Regions from separate parts of the Sus scrofa genome. Here regions 1 and 3 are each linked to region 2. Evidence: chromatin contacts called from public Hi-C and promoter capture Hi-C data. All regions are on one chromosome and are shown on one strand. Each heading gives the region's core, a stretch centred on a gene start, on an enhancer-like site or on the middle of the called end of the contact. The rest is flanking DNA. Distances are from core to core; before and after follow the strand shown.

Region 1 (4,985 bases), core at 420-2,919, 870 kb after region 2:
AATTTAATCCTGCCCATAAATTTAACCACACCCCCTGATTTTACCCTGCCTAATCGGGCTCAGCTCTAACCCCTGATTCTGTCCACAACCCACCCAGTACCTCTGGTAATAGGTGTCTGAGCGTCCGCAGGTGGCACCTGACTTTCGAAAGACCTCACGGCGCTTCCAGCCAGGGCCCAGGGCCGGGCAGTCCAGCCAGTCCTCAGCCATGGGGGCCACAGGAAGGAACGGCGGCCTGCAACATGGAGGGGGCAGTGGGAGAAACTGAGGCTCTAGGAAGGGACATGCTGTGCCCCAGGACACACAAATGTGTGGTGGCATCAATTAATGCTTGTTTAAAACCTAAGACCTGTCACAAGCAACTGGACAATATAAGGAAGAGAAAAACCCCCATCGCCACTCCATTCTTTCCTGTCCTGGGCCCAGCAGCTTGTGTCATTCATCCCCCTTCTTGATCTGGTAGCCCCATCCTCAACTCAAGGGTCCCTACCCTCAATGCATTCCTCACTTTCAGGGTCCTAATCCCCATCCCTCCCCATCCTCAGCCTGAGAGACCTCATTCCTCCCATTCTCAGTCCAAGAGGCCCCCACAGGACTCCTCCTCAGACTAAAGTCCCAGTACTCTACCTCGGTGTCCTGACCTCCCATTTATTCCCTTCCTTGACCCAAGAGTCACTAATTTCTCTCTTGCAATCCTTTATCCTTCCCATTCCTTCCCTCTATGCTGTCCTCTTATCCTGCTGCCTTGGTGTTATTGCCTCAATTTCTTCTGTGTCCTATGCCAGAGAGTCCCCCAAATTCTCCACATTTTTGACCTGAATAACCCTTCATTCCTTCTGTTCCTCAAACTGAAAGACTTCCCCACCTTACTTTCCCTTTGTCAGTGTTCTGAGACTCAAGTCCTTCCCAAGCCCCCAAACCTCCCTATTTCCATCTTCCAAAGCTAAAAAGTTCCCTTCAGCGTCCTCATCCTCTATTCCTCTCATCAGCCTGAGAAACCCTGATTTCTCCCTTCAGCATTCTGAACTCCCCACCCCTCTTCCTCTTGGTCCAGATCATGCCATCCCTAACTGTCAGTGTTCTGACCCCCTATCTCTCATCATCCTCTATAGGAGAACCCCGTCCCTCCCTTTCAGCATTCCAAAGCCCCATTTTCCCTCGTTATTAGCCTGAAGATCCCTCTTTTCTCCCCTTCAGCGTTCTAAACCCCCATTTCTCTTTCCTTAACCTGAGAGGCCCCGATATGTCCCGCTCAGCGTTCGGATCCTCCCCTTTTCCTCTCCGTCCTCGTCCAAGATCCGACACTTCCACCTGTCAGCCTTCTGAGCCCCATTCCTCCCCGTCCTCCGCCTAAATCTCCCCATTACTCCCTTTCAATATTCCGACGCCGCCATTCCTCCTACACATCGGCCTGAGGGCCCTTCATTGCTCTCGATCAGCGTTCTGAGCCTCAATTCTTCCCCATTCCCCGCCTGAGCGATCTTCATTTCCACCCCCACCACTGTCTCACCAGCTCGGCTCCCGGCCGGTACCTTCCGCCGCTCTAGGTTCGCGGACCCATGACGAGGGTCCCGGTTTTGACTCCCGCCCCGTCCAGCTTCCCTTCTTCCTTCTCCACAGCCGCTTCCTCCGAAGCGGTAGCTGTCGCCGCCGCGACCGTTCGTTGCTCCAGGAACCGGAAATCCGCTGCCCACATCTCGGGCTCCGCCCCCCCTGGCGGGACGCCTGCGCGCTAATGCCCTCTGGCGCTGGCCCTTCTATGGGATGCCTCTGCGCCTGCGTGTTGAGTCCTAGCGCAGCGCGCGCCTATTTTAAGGGGACCTGCTGCGCTTGCGTATTGGCATCTATCCCCAGCTCCCGCCTCTTTCGAGACCTGCTAGGCATGCGCACCTGCTTTGCCCTACTTTGCACGACTCGTTTTCGCTTGCTCTCTCCAGTCCCAGCCCAAGAGGACAAGGAAGACTGGGGTTGGTCTTGCCGTCTGTTTTGCTGGCGGCCTCCAACTGGAGTAATGGGAGGGAGCGGAGAAGAAGGCCGGGATTGAGCCGGAGCTCTCTTCTCCCACCTGTTGCCTCTGTCGCGTTTGTGCTCTCAAGTTCCTCCTGTCAAGGAAAAAATAATCAATAGTCGATCTAAAGGAGAAATAGAAAATTTTATTTGAGCCAAGCTGAGAATTATAAACCAGGAGATAGTCTATCAGAAAACTCCGAGACCTATTACGCCTATTAGAAGTCGAAGACACCGGCTTTTTTTTGTTTGTTTGTTTTTGGTCTTTTTGCCATTTTTCTTGGGCCGCTTCTGTGGGATATGGAGGTTCCTAGGCTAGGGGTGGATTCGGAGCTGTAGCCGCTGGCCTATGCCAGAGCCACAGCAATGCGGGATCCGAGCCTCGTCTGCAACCTACACCACAGATCACAGCTACGCGGGATCCTTAACCCACTAAGCAAGGCCAGGGATCGAACCTGCAATCTCATGGTTCCTAGTCGGATTCGTTAACCACTGCATGGGAACTCCCGAATACACCGTTTATGTATATATACACATATATATTTGAGACAAAGGATGAAAAATCAGAATGACCAGGAGTTTCCGTCATGGCGCAGTGGTTAACGAATCTGACTAGAAACCATGAGGTTGTGGGTTCGATCCCTGGCCTTGCTCAGTAGGTTAAGGATCCGGCGTTTTTCTGGCTGTGGCGTAGGCCAGCAGCTACAGCTCTGATTCGACCCCTAGCCTGGGAACCTCCATATGTCACGGGAGCAGCCCTTTCTAGGGCAAAAAGACCAAAAAAAGAAAAAAATCAGAATGACCAGCACCTTACATAAAGCGAAGGTACTGTGGCTGAACCACATTGACTCCGTTTTTTCAGCTCCATTGCAAACTCACAGTCCTAACCCCTCCCCTTTCTGCATGACTGAGCTCTAGCCTACTCACAAGGAATGTACCAGAGCCACAGAAGTTTCCTGACCAACTTCTACACTTGCCTTCATCTGATATGAAAATTGGGAGACCACGTGTTGCTGACGCAGATGGTTAATGATCTGTGAGTAATAATGCTCATAAGACCCCTGAGGGGAGGAAAAAAACTCAGTTCTGAGCATGAACGTTCTTCTCCTTTCGTAGGGAAACTGAAAGCTAACTTGAGTAGGCCCACCAAATCTAACCTGCCTTGCTTGCTTTTAGTTCCATGCTGTTAGCAGATTTTTTTTTTTTTTTTTTTTTTTGTGGTCGCACCAATGACATACGGAATTTCCCAGGCTAGGGGTGGAAGGGAGCTGCAGCTACTGGCCTAGGTCACAGCCACAGCAACACTAGGTCACAGCTCATGGCAATGCTGGATCCTTGACCCACTGAGCAAGACCAGGGATTGAACCCACATCCTCATGGATACTAGTCTTAACCTGCTGAGCCACAATGGGAACTCATGTTAGCTGATTTTAAACTAAATTCCCCCTAGTTTCCAGACATAAGGGTCACTGTAATAATGTTTGCTTATGTTGTTTTTCAGGAAATTAGGTTCCCTTTTTCAGACCAGTTGAAACCACAGACTATCCAATTGGCCTGAGTGTCAGATGGACAATCTTGTAACAGTAGAAGGCCAAAAACTCCACCCTCAGAACATAGTAACACTGCCATTTTCTGAACACATGTCCTATGAAAAGCCATGAAGCGCAACTACACTTGTACAGACCGCTGATTACCTCACTTTTCTTACTTCCCATCACCTTTCCCATGTCTCAGACCATCCCACCTCTTTATACCATAGATATTCCCAAATCCTATCTTTAGGAGGTGCATTTGAGATTCATCTTCTTTCTTGACTGCCTCATGAATAAAACTTTTCTCTGCTACAAACCTCATCATCTCAGCATTTGGCTTGCTACATATCGGGCAAATGAACCTGGCCTGGTAACAGTAATCAGAGTCTATCTTTAGGTTTGACACTTTTAAATTCTATACCTTTTCCAGCAGTGTGTAGTACAGCTATGAATGATTCTGGGTCAAAATCTCACCAACCTTACCTGTATATAAGTTACCCACAATAAAGTTCATAAGTGTACTTTATGGAGTTGCCTGCTGTTTTTTTTTTTTTTTCAGCCTCAAAATATCTCCTCATTTTGGAAGATGTTCAATATCTCCGCATTTGAACAATTGGTGAGCCAGCCAGAAGACCAAAAAATGAAACAGGCATGGGTAAAGAGACTGTGTTGTCAGTGGGGGAAATCCTAGGATGGCCACATAGGAAGATCTAGCCAAGTTTTTGGGACACTTTCAACTGATGCATGAGTATGATGACACACCCAAAATGCCATAGTGTTGCTGGACATTCTAATCAAAGCAGTAAGTAAAGAGAAACTCCTTACCAGGCAAATGGGGCATGGCTGTGTTAGGCAGTCTCCATTGTCTTAGCAGGGATTTATTGTGTTTGCTGTTCTTTATATTGCTGTTGCAGAATAGGCATTCAGGCTACCTCCCAATATCTGGCCCTAGGATATTCAAGGAAGAATGGCAGATAAGATTTTGTGGGCCATATAGGTGTCAGGGGTAGAATGTGTGGCTAAACCACATTGATTCCATTTTTTCAGGTCAATCTTAGGCCTGCAGTCCTAACCCCGTGACTTTCTGTGTACCTGAGCTTTAGCCTACTCACAGGGAATATGGCCAAGCCAGATAAATTCCCTATTAACTTTTACCCTTGTATATATGCATGTATATACCCATATATCTTATATGAAAACTAAAAGAATGGTGTTTTGTTTGTTTGCTGACACAGATGGTTAACAGGCCATGAGGTGCTGCATCCTGTGCAGCAGGGCAATGGGAGATCCTGAAAGAGGAATGGTGCAGTATAACAAAACACATGAGACTCTTTTACAGTTAGAAAGTGGGGGACCAGGAAGCATTCCATTCTGTATAACAAAGGCCCCTAGGCTTTAGCCCACATGACTTTTATTAGAGAAGATGATGTATTTAGGTTAGTGGAC
Region 2 (4,538 bases), core at 438-2,937:
GACATTCAGAGTCTGATCTAGGAGGTCTGGTTTAGGTTGTACAGGTATCACAGAATAAGAAGAATGGCTGGCAGGAGTTGCCGTCGTGGCTCTGTGGTTAATGAATCCGACTGGGAACCATGAGGTTGTGGGTTCGATCCCTGGCCTTGCTCAGTGGGTTAAGGATCTGGTGTTGCCCTGAGCTGTGGTGTAGATCGCAGACGAGGCTCAGATCCTGCGTTGCTATGGCTGTGACATAGGCTGGTGACTACAGCTCCGATTAGACCCCTAGTCTGGGAAGTTCGGAGGGGCCCTACAAAAGGCAAAAAAAGCAAAAAGAGAATGGCTGGCAGCTACCTGGATTTGATGCCTGCTTTCACCACTTCCTAGTGTTCTTGGGCAAATTATTTAACCAGTCTGTGCCTCAATTCTCTCATCCATAAAAAAAAGACAGTAAAAGTACCTATCTCACAGGGATGCAGTGTGGATTAGATAAACTGGAATATAAAACTCAAAACAGTGTCTGCACATATTAAGTACTATGTAAGTGTTGTTAGTATAAGAAAAAACCCCACCCCCAAACAGATCCAAAAGTTGTAACCTGTCCAAGGTCCACACTTTAGGTAACTAATAAATAGAGCTGGCTAAGAGCAGAATTCCTAATTCTTGTTTCCTATCTCATGCTCTTGCCTTTTCCCTTCCCAAAACAGGATCATCATGTTATTCCCCTTTCTACCAAACTGTCAACAATTAAACCCTTCCAAACGACTGGAAATGCTACCGTGAACTAGGTTAATATGACAGGTGATTCCTCCATCATAAAGATTCACGTTTTTACCTATTTGAAACTGTGTTTTAAAACAAATTCATATGTACTATTTTACCTAAATTCTCAAGAATATTAATTAGACTTAATTATGGCTTAGAAAGGTCTAGAAGGTGGCTATGATTAACTGATAAAAATCACTATCTACTCTCTTCAAGCCAATTCTCGCATTATCACAACAGAGCGAGAAAAACGTAATGAAACTGTTGGAATAGAGGAATTTCATTCGACTCAGTCCAATACAACGGAATAGGAAAAGGCGGAGGCTCCACTGGAACTCGGGCAGGAGTAGAACTAAGGCCGGACAGCCGCCTCCTATAAGTAACCTGGTCTGGCGTATCATCTCAGCGTAGACAAAGGAGAGCCGGACAGGCTGAGATAAAAATACCGAATAAAAGATAGGAGAAAGCAAAAAGGAATGGTGGTGATGGTAACACAAAAGTGATACCGACAGTTCAGGCCGAGACTGGATCCTGAAGGAAGAGGAGAGGCAGGGGGCAGGAGAGGGTGGACGAGGACAGAGAGGGAGGCAAAGGGCGAGAAGGGTACGGGAAGGGAGGGGGAGACTGTACCGTGGGGCAGGCGGGCCGCCCGGAGCCGAGGGCAGGAGAACCGCGCCGCTGGCCGGGTGCTCAACGCCGCTCCACTGAGCAGAGACCGCGGCCTCCCAACCACACAGCAGCCCCGGCCCACCCTGCCCGCTCACCGGCGACCACCAAGCCCCGGCGCCAATGACTGCGCTTCTCCAAAAAGAGACGCGGCAGGAGGTACCGCAGCCAAGCCAATGGGCACCGCAAAAGAGGTAGACAAACGGGCGCTGGCGTCAGTCGGCGGACGCGCCGGACGTAACGGAGACGTCCTGTAGAAGGCTTCCGGCGCAGCGACAGTCGTCAGCTGTGGGCAGGCGGAAGCTCAGGGCTTTCCATGCGCCCCCACCGCCGGAACTAGATCCACGATGCTAACGTTAAGGGTAATGCTTGTGCTAGGGTCCATAACCCCTCGGAAGCTTGCTCTACTTGCTTGTGATGGCTAGACTGCTTTCCAATGCAGTTGTGGTTATGCCCCTTGCTGCAAGAGGGTCTTAAATTCAGGAGCAGGGAAATTTAACATTAAGATCAACCTCAGGTGACCTCGGGTGTTCCCATCGTGGCTGTGGCTTAGTGGAAACAAATCTGATAGTATCCACGGGATGCTGGTTTGATCCCAGGCCTCGCTCAGTGGGTTAAAGATCCCAAGTTGCTGTGAGCTGTGGTGTAGGTTGCAGATGTGACTTGAATCTGGCATTGCTGTGGCCTAGGCCAGCAGCTACAGCTCAGATTCAACCCCTAGTCTGGAAACCTCCATATGCCTTGAGTGCGGCCCTAAAAAGGTAAAAAAAAAAAGTCAGCTTCAAGCGGTATTAGCTCCCAAGAAATGCCTATACCACTTCACACTCATAGGACAGCTGTTAAGGAGCAAGAATTTGGAACCCTCACACACTGGTGCTGGGACAATAAATAGCATCCCTTTAGGAACTGTCCTGAAGTTCCTCTAATGTTCATTACCTTATGATCTAGCAAATCCACTGTTACACACCCAAGTAAAAGAACATGCCCAAAGAGAAACTTTTACAAAGTTCACAGCAACATTATTTCTAAAAAAGACTCCCATGTTTAAAATTTATACTATGAATTACAGGTACATGCTACAACCCACCCCAATCATGCTAAATGCAAGCCACAAAGGGCCCACACTGAGTTTATTAAATGTTCAGAACAGACAAATCGTCGGAATAGGTATAGCTACCCAAAGCTAAACTGGGGTGGAAGGGGTGACAGGCTAAGCCTCCTCTTGGGATAATGATAAATGCATTATGCAATGGACATACAACTGAATTAAGTTCTAAACAGCAAACAAGGTATTAAATCTCAACAAAGTGGGTGTAAGTTCCCATTGTTCAGTGGGTTCAGGATCCAGCATTGACACTGCTCCACAGGTTCTATCTCTAGGAACTTCTGAATGCTAAGTATGCAGCCCCCTCCCCCCCCGCAGTGGGTGGGAAAAAAAATTCAGAGATTTCTTCACAGTTCTAATTCCATTTTATGCAAGGCACCAGAAGATTCAAAACAGCATGCTTATGTAAGCTTATTTCATTTTGTGAGTGCATTTGAAACATACTAATTAAGACGTCAAAACTCTTTTACTATTATTTGCATTTATTTTTGTGAAATTTATTCCCGGGCCATAAGTTTTTGCTTCTTCAGTTTCTTCTGGGATATCTGTGGAAAAGAAAAAACAAGACTGTTAAACTACATTATCCCCTAGAAGAGCAATTTTTCTTTCTTTCTTTCTTTTTTTTGTCTTTTTTGCTATTTCTTGGGCCGCTCTCTCGACATGTGGAGGTTCCCAGGCTAGGGGTCTAATCGGAGCTGTAGCCACCGGCCTACGCCAGAGCCACAGCAATGCGGGATCCGAGCCGTGTCTGCAACCTACACCACAGCTCACGGCAACGCCGGATCGTCAACCCACTGAACAAGGGCAGGGACCGAACCTGCAACCTCATGGTTCCTAGTCGGATTCGTTAACCACTGTGCCACGACGGGAACTCCTGAACTCAAGGGTTTTTTTTGGGGGGGGGGGGGTATGGGGGGAAGGAGGTCAAGATACTGATAAGGAAGGTAAAGGAGCCCAGTTCTGGACATGCTACATGTCCAGTGATTACAGACATCTAGGTGGGGACACCAGCAGATAACCACACAGTTCTAATGAAGATGAATACAAATTTAGTAGTCACTACATTAGTGAAGAAACTAAATGAGACCCAAAATAAAAGTCAAAATAAAATGATTAGGTTTCTGGTTGCTCAGAATAGTTTCCTTTCATGGTTATTCCAAAGGTGTCCTAAGTTAGTCATCACAGCAACCATAAATCTAATAAAGAAAAAGTGAACACAGACAAGAAATTTACCTTTTTCTTCTGTGCAACCTCCTCTTCTGGCTTAGGAACAATCTGCTCTTTTTCAGTAAGGATCATCTCAATGTGGCAGGGAGAACTCATGTAAGGGTTGATTCGACCATGAGCTCTGTAAGTCCTACGCCGCATTTTGGGGGCTTTGTTCACCTGGATGTGCTCAATGACCAGAGAATCTACATCTAAGCCCTGAGAACAAGGGAGAGGGAACAAGATCAGGTAACACCTTAACATCGATACCACAAGTTGCATCATTCAAGTCCCTGTCTTAATAACAAATCTGAAAGGCTATTCTTAGGACTCTAAATGGCATGTTTGTTCAATCATGTTTTTTCACCTTTATTCTAGGTGACTTTCCTTAACTCTAAATATTAAACCTCAGTGCTAAATTTAAGTGGCATCCATAAAGGAGGGCGAGTACAGGATCTGGTAGTATCTTTAAGTGTTTTTCTTTTTTTAAAAAGGGCCACATCCCTGGCATATGGAAGTTCCCCGGCTGGAGGTCAAATGGAAACGACGGCTAAAGCTAAACAGACCTACATTAATTCTAGTTCTGGCCTAGATTTTCAGAAGCAAAAAAGGTAATGGATAACTTCTCAAATGGACAAGCCTATGTTTTGTTGACTACATCACTATTTTAACTTCTGAAACTTAATGTGTCTCCTCGTTATGAGTGTAAACAACAAACTACATTAATCATTACTAAGGCAATTATAATGGTTCCTTTGTAAAAGTGCGTTATATTACTGTTTATATTTAAAAATATTCCGTGAAGGGATGTATT
Region 3 (4,485 bases), core at 1,450-3,949, 770 kb after region 2:
CCAGAGATTTCACCTGCTGGCTCAAACCTCACACCCTTTCCTCCTAGAAGCCGTCATTCATCAGGGGACCTAGATGGGGGAGGAGCACGTAGCCAAAGTTGCTGAGACTCCGCCCCCAGCCAGGTTACACCCTCTACTGCCATCTCCTGTCATCCCAACTGGGCCTTGTCCCCCTCCAAGAGGAAGAAGGGATTAGAAAATTCTTCAAATGAAAATGGGTGGCCAGTCCACAAAGCTGAAGGGCTCGCCCACGCGCAGGGCAGCTGCGAGCAGTTGCCAGGTGAGGATGCGGAAGTAGCTCTTGCTCCCCGCCCAGACCTGCTGGCCAGGGGCCTTGGTCCTTTGGATCACACACACACCCCAAGCGTACACCACGCACCCCTCTGCATGCAGAAAGGTGGGTGCGAGGCACTGTCAAATGTGTCCCGGCCACAGAGAAGATAAGCCTGCAGCCTAGGTGTCACAACAGGCAAAACTTTTTTTATTTTTTATTTTTTGAGAGGGGAGGGGTTCGTACTGAAAGGCCTCTGCCCCTCTCACACCCCCACTCCCACCCCTCACCCCGCGCCAAGTTGAAACCCGAAGGGGTCCAGACGACTGCCGCTCCGCGGAGGGCGCTCAGGAAGCGGTGGCTGGCCTCTAACTTTAATCAAAGCAACTGCTGCGGAACCGGGGCTTCTCCGCCCGGCCGCACCTGTTCCCGACTCTTGAGGACCAAACCCCACACACATCCATTCTGACCTTGAGAGCATCGTGTAAATCCACACTCCACCCCCGCGTCAGCATTACTCCGATTCCTTCCCCGAAATGACTGAAGCCCACCAAGTGCCCCCCGCCGAGCGCCCGCTTCAAAATGCCCATCCTTGGCACAGTGAGAATGCACCTCCCCGGGAACTCCCTGGAGCATCCTCCACCCACCGCTTACCCACCCACCCCAGCCGCCGCGCCTCTCACACCAGGTTGGGTCCCCCCTCTCCCCACTCCCAAATGTAGGAACACCCCCCAAGTTGAGGGATCCCCCTTAATGGCACGCGAGGGTCGCCCTTGGGAGCCCACGATGCAGAGCCCCGATGTGGGGTCCACGAGCAGGGGAGCACCGTGGGGGGCTGTGCTAGTGCCGGAGGCTCCGAACTGGTGGGGTCGCTCCTAAGGTATCGGGACCTCGACCGGACTGAGCTGGGGCGAGAACAGCAACCGCACCGAGTCAGGGAGCCTGCCAGGGGTGGGAGCCGCGGGCGGTCAGCGCGGGGCGCTCCCGGAACAGCCAAACTTTCTCTGCCTCCCGAAGTTCGGGGCGCGGAGGCGGCGGCGAGGGGGCAGGCTGAGAGGCGTCCACCGCCGCCCCTACCCGCCGAGCCGCAGGAGAAGGCGCCCCCGAGGACCGCCCTCCCCTCAGCCCTCACCTGTGCCCCGGGCCCGAGGCGGCCCGCACTCACCTGGCTGTAGAGCTCACTGACCGACATGACCCCGCAGGCCGGGCCGGGCCCGGGCTCGAGCTCGGTGCCTGGCGGGCTGCCCTCGCTCGTGCCCCAATGGGGGGCGGGTCCGGCTCTTCGCGGCCCCAGCGGCTCTCAGTCCATGGCCGGCCCTCCTGGCGCCATCTTCCTGGGCTGTTCGAGAGTTTCTCGGTTCTTTCCCCTTTTCTCCAACCTGCCCCGCCGGCTTCCTGGAGGCGCCGCAGCCGGCTCGCTCTCTGCCGGCGCGACCTTTACTCCCGCGGCAGTGGCGGCGCAGCGGCGGCCGGGCAGGAGTGGCGACCGGGCGGGCGGGGGAGGAGGCCGCGCAGCGCCGCTCCCGGCTCAGGTATGGGAGGCGGCGCGGGCGAGGGGGGCGGCCGAGAAGGGAGAGGGCGGGCGCGCGTCCGAGCGGGCGGCGGACGCACTGCCGCCGCCGCCTTTGAGCCCTGCCCGGGCCGAACCCGCCGCGCCCTCTCGCGCCCCCGCCGCAGAGGGGTCCTCCTGGCCGGGGGCGGGGCCGCGCAAGGAGCCGGCGCCGACTGCCCCCTGCTGGACGCCCGGCGCGCTCCGGACAGGTGCGCTCCGGGTCCGGGCACCTGCGGTGGGCGGGGATCCGGTGCAGATCAGAAAAAAAAGAGGTGGAAGTATCCGAGAAGGGAGAAGAGGAATAAAAAGGAGAAATGCTTGCAGCTGAAAGACTCCATACATTTTCCTCTGGATTTACGGGGCTACATTCAATACCTGCATCATTAAAAATCGTTATGTCGTAGATTAGGGTGATTTGGATATACCAAAGATTGTCTCCGCCAAACTGAGCTGCCTGCGCTGAAATCCTGATCGGAAAGGTGGGAGCTGAAGTCTTCTCCACTTTGACAGTTTCACCCACAGCTTGCGGCTAGGCTCCCTACCCCCATCAGAAAATTGTTTGCTTTTCTGGGAAGTCTCACATTTTCTCCGCTCTCTCTCACACGCACTCTCAGTCCCTCTGCCGCTGCCTACCTGATTTACTTTTGTCGGTTCTGCCAGTGACATTGGCAGCGCCACTCCCTCTTCTGCTTGCAACATAAAGTAGAAATTTCAGCCAAAGAGGAAATTAATTGGCAGGAGGCAGTAAAGGGAGCGCAGGAGCTGTAGGAAGAAACATTTGGTCTTTTGAGGTGGCATTTGTACCTGAATGAGTGATGGCCCCTGAGAGTGGCTCTCAACCAAAGCATCCATCTATGTCGCTGGAACAATTGTTCTAGAGCCCCGCTCCCTGAAAGGTGATTCTTAAACTCATCCCATTTAAGACCCTCCCACTTGGAAGACAGGATCTCCATTTAATCCACCTGCAGCCCTTCTCGACTATGCTTCCTCAGTAAGAATCACCTGAGGAGCTTTAAAGCCCTTCCAAGGAAGGGGTTCCCCACCCTGAGGAACTCGGATTCATTGAAGGGTGAGACCCAAGCATCTGAAGTTTTAAGTTCCTCCATAATTCTAAAGGATTTTATTTCCAGGGTTGATAAAGGAAGTGAACAAAGCTTGGGCAACTCTTCTTGGATCTGAAAGGAAGCTCTTCATAACATTGGGAAGAACAAAAAGGAAATGATTCCATCATTTCTCTCTCCCTCAAAAATCTGTCTACATAGTTTCCTTCCCCTTATTCCTTCCCCGTATCCTGATAGTTATGAAAGTGTGACAGCCCCACCCCACCCCGCCCCACCACCCAGGACCATCAGCATCACCTGGGAACTTTTTAGAAATACAACATATGGGGCCTCATCACAGACCTTCCCATCAGAAAGGCGGGGTGTGGGGCTTGGCATCCTGTGTCCTCACCCCTGCCACAGATTCTTTCCTCTCGGGCTAGGAAGGCCCAATCCCCACCTTTGCTCCATATGTCCTTGCCTGCTCCACCACCATGCTCCATCCGTGGTCCCATCTCTCCACTAGCTCTTGACTTTTCCTCTGTTCTCCTTTTCTACTAAAGTTCTTGAAGTGGTAGTTTCTACTGCTGGCTCCACTTACCCACACCCAGTCCCTCTGTAATTCACTGTTTTTCAACATTTTCTGCATGAGAATCACTTTTACGAAAGCAAATGCTTGGCTCCCACTCCCAGAAATTCTGATTTAACTTGTCTTGGATGCTGCCTGGGCAAAGGGGTTTTTAAGAGTTCCTAAATGATTCTAATGACAGCCAAGGTGAAGAGCTGCTGCTTTAATACCCTCCAAAATGGTTTCCTCTCAGCTCCATCCTATTGAAATTGCCATCTCCCTCTGAAGCACGGGCTGGTAACTGGTTCTCCCCATGTTGTTAAACCACCTCCTCCCCTAGCCTCTGTCGTTCTTCTTCTCTTGTTTTCCCAGCCTCACTAACCACACCTTCTGCTTTCTCTTCCTGGTTCCTGAATAAAGCTGTGGCCCATTTCCCAGATCTCACATTTCTTCTCAGGCACACCCCCATTTCATCTCTTACTGCAATATTAACTCTCAAATCCAATTCTAACCTTTAGACCCACTTTTCCACCTGCCAGATAGGCAATGCTAGCAATCCTGCCAGGCCCTTGGACCAACCTGAGGTTCATGTCACCCTCCTTTCTCCCCACCCCCAACCCAGTTCCAACTTTCTGGCTTCCATCATACCTGGCACAAATCAAAAGCTGAATTCATGCTGACTGAACTGAATCACATCCCTGAGGAGAATACTATTCTTGGCCAGAGCTTTGTGGATTTCTAATCCCCAAATCAGATATGGGCTTTCCCTCCTTTGAATAATAATAAAGACATTTGAAAACTTACTTTGTGCCAGGAAACTTGCCAAGTCCTTTGCTTTTGTGATCTTGTCTCAGAGCAACGCTATAAAGGAGGTCCATACATTAATTCTGTTTCACAGATGAGCAAAGTGAGGCTGGGGGTGGGGGGGGAGTGGGGATGGAAGAGACATTCTAGGTCAGAGAGCCAGTATTCAACCCAACTCTATCTCACTCTAAAGTCTAAGCATGTGCCGGGGTATCAGGATGAAGGGGACGCCAGGGGATGCTAATCCAGT

What was found. Promoter capture Hi-C pulls out the DNA fragments that hold promoters and counts their contacts. A called contact is a pair of places that touch in the nucleus more often than the background predicts.
Region 1: a promoter capture Hi-C map of liver shows a contact between it and region 2, with 5 times the contacts expected there. The contact joins the promoter of MBD1 here to the promoter of C1H18orf32 in region 2. A contact is called at or near these places in 1 of 5 promoter capture datasets (liver), 1 of 47 Hi-C or Micro-C datasets (liver) and 1 of 2 datasets of contacts at active chromatin or transcription factors (alveolar macrophages).
Region 3: a Hi-C map of liver shows a contact between it and region 2, with 8 times the contacts expected there. The contact joins the promoter of MYO5B here to the promoter of C1H18orf32 in region 2. A contact is called at or near these places in 2 of 5 promoter capture datasets (fetal skeletal muscle and liver) and 15 of 47 Hi-C or Micro-C datasets (brain, embryonic fibroblasts, fetal heart ventricle and 9 more).

Annotation. Positions count from the first base shown.
Region 1 is chr1:99,915,659-99,920,643 of Sscrofa11.1, forward strand. It overlaps MBD1 (methyl-CpG-binding domain protein 1), which reads right to left and starts at 1,670. Exons shown (of 24, transcript XR_002344345.1): 1 at 1,533-1,670; 2 at 101-235.
Region 2 is chr1:99,041,542-99,046,079 of Sscrofa11.1, forward strand. It overlaps C1H18orf32 (a long non-coding RNA gene), which reads right to left and starts at 1,688. Exons shown (of 3, transcript XR_002344306.1): 1 at 1,512-1,688. It overlaps RPL17 (ribosomal protein L17), which reads right to left. Exons shown (of 7, transcript NM_001244558.1): 6 at 3,752-3,943; 7 at 2,981-3,063. The coding sequence ends at 3,016.
Region 3 is chr1:99,808,235-99,812,719 of Sscrofa11.1, forward strand. MYO5B (unconventional myosin-Vb) reads right to left here and starts at 2,700. Exons shown (of 39, transcript XM_021093027.1): 1 at 2,628-2,700. The coding sequence starts at 2,675.